Linked DNA regions of Culex pipiens: region 1 is linked to region 2. A link is a contact called in public Hi-C data. All regions are on one chromosome and are shown on one strand. Each heading gives the region's core, a stretch centred on a gene start, on an enhancer-like site or on the middle of the called end of the contact. The rest is flanking DNA. Distances are from core to core; before and after follow the strand shown.

The links. A called contact is a pair of places that touch in the nucleus more often than the background predicts.
Region 1: a Hi-C map of embryo shows a contact between it and region 2, with 5 times the contacts expected there. The contact joins the promoter of LOC120416798 here to the promoter of LOC120416772 in region 2. A contact is called at or near these places in 2 of 3 Hi-C or Micro-C datasets (embryo and whole pupa).

The regions. Positions count from the first base shown.
Region 1 is chr2:45,400,510-45,403,351 of TS_CPP_V2, forward strand. LOC120416798 (calcium and integrin-binding family member 2) reads left to right here and starts at 1,328. Exons shown (of 2, transcript XM_039578674.2): 1 at 1,328-2,157. The coding sequence starts at 1,806. All of the region lies in intron 1 of LOC120430668 (trissin receptor-like), which reads right to left.
Region 2 is chr2:45,075,721-45,078,525 of TS_CPP_V2, forward strand. LOC120416772 (inositol-pentakisphosphate 2-kinase) reads left to right here and starts at 1,339. Exons shown (of 12, transcript XM_052707999.1): 1 at 1,339-1,767.

The DNA of each region.
Region 1 (2,842 bases), core at 78-2,577, 320 kb after region 2:
TCGCTTAGAATCATTTTTAGCATGTTTGGAGTGGTTCAAAATTTTTTTTTAAAATTTTTGGGTTTTTTCGATGTACAATACCGCTAATTGTTTTTTTTTTCTAATTTTTTTGTTTTCGTCAAATCTTACATTTTTTAAGCTTAATGATTGCATATCAACTGTACGGCTGTATAATGCATTTTCCAAAGGTTTTTTCATTGAAAGGTTGAAATTCTGGCTTGTAATTTCAATTATTATATATTTTTTAATTTTTTTGCATCCCCCTTGATCCGGCCAGAGTCGAGGGACAAAATCTTTGTAAAATATTTGATCGGCCTTATTGGACCTTTAAAAATAACTCTAGAACTGTATTGGCATCAAACTTTTTTTTTCATTGAACATTTAAACCAAGTCATTTTTTTTTCTTTTTTGTCACTTTAATGTTTAAATTTAGGATAATACGTCAATATGTCCTAATTTTCTAACTGGGAAACTAATGGCTTGATTTAATGTATAAACATGAAACTTTTGTGAAATGTCTGCTCTGTTATTAAAATCAATAAAATTTGCAATTCATGTAATGCATATTTGTAAAACAAAGTTAAACTATCAACATTTAAAACTTTTAACAAAAATAAAAACCTCTAGCTTATCTCTTGTTTTTTATATGATCAACATTTAAAAGAGCTATCGGTTGAGCAATTTTTAAATAATTTAATTTTAATTCTTGTGTTAGAGCCATTTTAAAAAAAATAAAAAATAAGCGGTTGACAAAGAAGGTTAAAGCTGCCAGAAATAAATGAATTAGCTACATCAAATCTTCCATCTAATTCATAACCAATTTTCAACTATAATAAGAATCTATTGCTTAATCATCTATTGGAAATCAAAATTCATATTTTGAATGTAATTACAAAAAAATAAATTGTTACGGCGATAATAGTTTAAATTGTCAAAAATACTTCAAATAAAAAGCAGATAATTTTGAAACATTGTTAACATGTTAACTCATTCTGCTTAAGAATCTGAAAGTGTTGATCCTTGGGCAAACTATTGTGATATTGTTGCAAGATATCGTTGAAGCAAATCACACAATTATTTTAAAACATATTCATGTAGATGTGAACTGAACATGTGAGTTACAATGATATCAAAATCAAATATTAATTTTAATTCTAAGATATTTTTAATAATGAGTTGGTGTCGGAGTCGAAGTCGGCTAGGGTTTTTTTCGGTTTAGAGTCAGATTCTGTAGGAGATGAAAACCGGAGCCGGAGTCGGAGTCGTTTGAAATATGACCCGACTCCGCAGCCTTTGTTTTTTTTTTTATTACATATCAAATATATAACAAACAAATTTTGAATAACATCTTAAGACAATAATTCACGAATTTAAGGAGGAGCATGGTTGAGCTGGACTGGACGACTTTAATATAATGGAAAAGCGAAATTTATTCCCGCCAACCCCACACTCTTATAGGAATATCCTTACACATGGGAGTGCCCCGCAGGCAAACATCAGTCAACCCAACAGCAGTGGCAGAAGTGCTAATATTCATGCTGGCTTTTAATTTCCCCGCGTGGGTGGGTTCATTCTTCCTTCCTTCGATGTCCTACCCTACTGCGTTATCATATCACCCCGTTGGATGATTGCAATCGTCTTCACATTCCTGACGGACGGTGCTTTGCCTCTTTTTTTATTGCGTGTTGCTCCTCAATTCAACCTGCTTCCTGCTCCCCCGGGGGAGTGTTTTATAATTGAAGGCCCGGTTGCCTTTGGGACCAGCAGTCTGATTCCGGCAGCCAACAGGTTCACATCACTTGGCCATGGGCAACAAGGTGGTCACTTTCACCGACCAGCAGCTGGAGGACTACCAGGACTGTACGTTCTTCACGAGGAAGGACATTCTGAGGGTGCACAAGCGGTTCCGCGAAACCAGTCCGGAACTGGTGCCGGAGGTGATGACCGAGGGGCAGGCCACCTCGATACAGGTGCCACGAGAGAGGATCGAGAAGATGCCCGAGCTGGTGGAGAACCCGTTCAAGGGGAGGATTTGCGAGGCGTTTTCCCGCCAGGGCGATGGAAATTTAACCTTTGAGGACTTTTTGGATCTGCTGTCGGTGTTTAGTGAGCAAGCGCCGAGGGATATAAAGGTGTTTTACGCGTTTAAGATTTATGGTGAGTTATGTGTAGGATTTACATTTAAATTTGCGGTAATTATTTTTTTCCCAGTTATTTTCAAAATAGCTTTGATTCTCGTTTCATTATGTTCTAACTTTGGAATCAAATCTAGAATCAGATTAAAAATGGCAAGGAACACCTGAATTATTTATTTCTTTCTTCTTTATTCTTTGTTCTAGATTTTTACACAATATCCCAAGAAAAAAACTCATGCTGTTTTCTTAAAAAAAAAATCATTTTCTACGATTTCACAAATCGCTTATTCATTGCATTGCACAGAAAAGAAGCCATAAATGGCTTATGTTATGTGGGTCATTCCGTGCCAAATTTCACACTACTAGAAATTGGCTTTCTCTGATCAAGCTCAAATTTGGTGGAGCTCTTGATACTATCAAATCCCAATTTTGAACCAAATTTGACCACCCCTTCTTTCAAATGTTTTGCGATTTTCGGCATTTTTTTCAAAAAAACTCCGTTTTTAAATGGCCACATATCTTGATAGAGCAAAACTCGACAGTTTCATGTTTTTCATGTCATGACTGTTCATAAACCGTGCTCAAAAAAAAAAAAAAAAAAATGATAATATTCACTTTGATAAAATAATTTCCGATTGATTTCAGTTTATGATAAAAGTCGATTACATTATTAAAATGAAAGTTAAATAATGTTGGAAATCCCTAAC
Region 2 (2,805 bases), core at 89-2,588:
AGTACAATGTTGTTAAATTTAGTTTGTTTATTTGGTAATATAAATAAAAAAATGGATTTTCATGCTTTTTTAATATTTTTTTGCTTTTCATAATAACTTAAATTTTATAGTAAACATTGAATCTAAGATTATGATAATTGATTTTTTTTTCAAAATTCTAGGGGGGGGGAGGAATGAAGGTCTTGAAAATTAGTCAAGGGGGGAATGGAACGATAAAGGTTGAGAACCACTGTTCTAGAAATCAGGAGGAAATTCAATATTTTCGCGAAAACTTAACACGTAGCCTTATGTGTGGGACAAATTTGTTTTGTGTTTTTCTCAGCTTACTGTTTTTGTATATGGGACATTTATGCGAACATGGGCAGTTTAGTACCCAATTAAAAAAAACTAGACTGTCGTGATCGGGGACTTTATTTAGCAATCAAAACACATATTATTTTGCATTAATACAACAAACACAATTTTATTCTCCAAAAGAAAGCAAAAGACTGATTCTGATGCAATCGGGTCCTATTTTTCTGATATTATTGTTTACAACAACAAAGCTTTTTTCTGAGAACAACGAACATTAAATGTATTTTGTACGACCGCAAAGGATTTTAAAATGGATTTTTTAATCAATTTAAAAAAAAACAACTTCGTGGCCCTTCTTGACAGAAAAGGTCCTACTTGACAGCTTGTTCCAAGGGGACCATAGTTGATCCATCGTAAAAATAATGTCTTGTCACTTTATTTATTTTCATAAAAATATGTGATCAGAAATGGTTTTTAATCGTACTTTTTACCGTTATATATATAAACTAACATAGGGCTTTAGGACCCTATTAGCGAACTTGGATTCGCTAAATAATTCGAAGGCAGTTCGTATTTATTCGGATTAACGAAACCGCTCTGTATTTTAAAAATACTTCTCAAGTTTTTGTACCCATTTGGCAACACTGACTAAATAAAACTGCCAGCACAAAACAACAAAACTGACAGATTACGGGACCTGGCAAGCGAGTCGAGGCGATCTGTGTGTGTTCGGTTCGCGGTTTCGCGTTTTTTTGTAATCCGCGGCCAAGTGCATCGCGTTCCCGTCCACAACATCAAACCCTGCGGGTGAAATACGGTTCCGTACCGAATCTGTGTAGTGGCGTGATCCTGGTTCCAGTTCCGGTGAGGGGGAAATTGTTCCAGCCGTTCGTGTTTTGTGTTCCTAATGAGTGATAGAGGAAGGTTCCCTCAAATTGGCGGGTGTTGTGGTTTTGGGGTTCTTCCGGATGTGATCTATATTGTGCTCAATTGAAAAGTGGTCCAATCTTGCGAGAAATACGGGTAGATCCAAAGAAATCTCCAGCGGCAGAGAATTTAGCAGAAAAAGTCAGCGCTCGAAAAGTGTTTCCCAAATCCGGAGCAAGCAAAAAAGTGCATCGTCAATGTCCTGTTCAGTGTGTGCATAAATTAAGCTTCAATTGCCGTCGAAGGTTGCATAATTATCGAGTGTGTGCAATAAGTTCCAGTGCATTGTGTTACAAGTTTACCTGAAAAAAATGTTTCCTGTTCTACTAAAGAAAATCAATTCCCAAGTCGTCAGCCAAAAAGTCCATGTGGCGCTATTTTGGGCGGTGAAATAATTCCAATTGGATAATCCGTGCTGCCCACACAGGGTTCCAATTGCACACACAGCATCGGAACCAAACTCCAGATCTCGTTGTCCCTCCAGCCAACCTCTCGGTGTGACCTTCTCCAGTTGCACCTGCCAGCCTGTTTGTGCTGTTGATGCTGGTGAGTATCTCATTGATTTGCTTCTATTTTAGATGTACTTCTCCATACCAGGTCATACCGAGCTTAGAGGGATGCTTGTAATTGCACGGTTTTGTCCCTGGCCAGGTTATTTATTTCTATTATGGGAAATATCGATCGGATATCGATGCAAGGTTAACCACTTGAGTTATCACTTTGTGTGCCTTTTTAAAGTTTCAACTGAACTCTATGAAATAATTGTTAATATTTAGAAAAATATTAAAATATATAATTTTTATCAATGCATCTGGAGTAATAATTCTAAGGATAAATCTGGAGCAACATTTGAAAAAGGCGGTACGACATTGCTCTTACGGCCTTTCGTCCCATTTAAACGCGTGTAATCAAATGCCGTAAGAGCAATGTCGTACCGCCCCTCTCAAATGTTGCTCCAGAAATATTTGTACCGGAAAGCTTGTCTAATTTCCCATATGTTTGTTTTGGACAGCTTTTTGATTTGACTCGTTTAAATATTTACTGAATAAAAAGTCTGACTAACAGGATATCGTAGCCAAATAAAATTACAGAATTACAATTACTGAAATAATATATTCTATTTTCAGTTATAAGCAATGTTATTAAGCTTATATCTGTAAGCCCATACATCCAATTGAAATGCTGTCAAAGACAAACTTGTGGGAAATTGGACGAGCTTTCCGGTACAAATATTTACGAGACTGAAAAATCATGTCTGTCATATAGAAATTGCCAAAAACCACCAAAAAACCTATTTTTTCCACATTTTTATTTTTAAAACCGCTGTATCTTCACAAGCATTAGACACAGGACAATGATAAATCGACGCCAACATTTCAAAAAGCATCATGTACAAACCATGCGTTTTGAGAAAAACGCATTTGAATGTTGAGCATCCATTTTCAATTCCCATTTTAATATAAAAGCAAAATAAGATGTTCTAATAATAACAAACGATGAAAAACGTTGCTTTCATTGATACTTGATCATCCAAATTCAATAAAACATTATTTCCGTCGTTTTATTTAAGAAAAACAAACATAA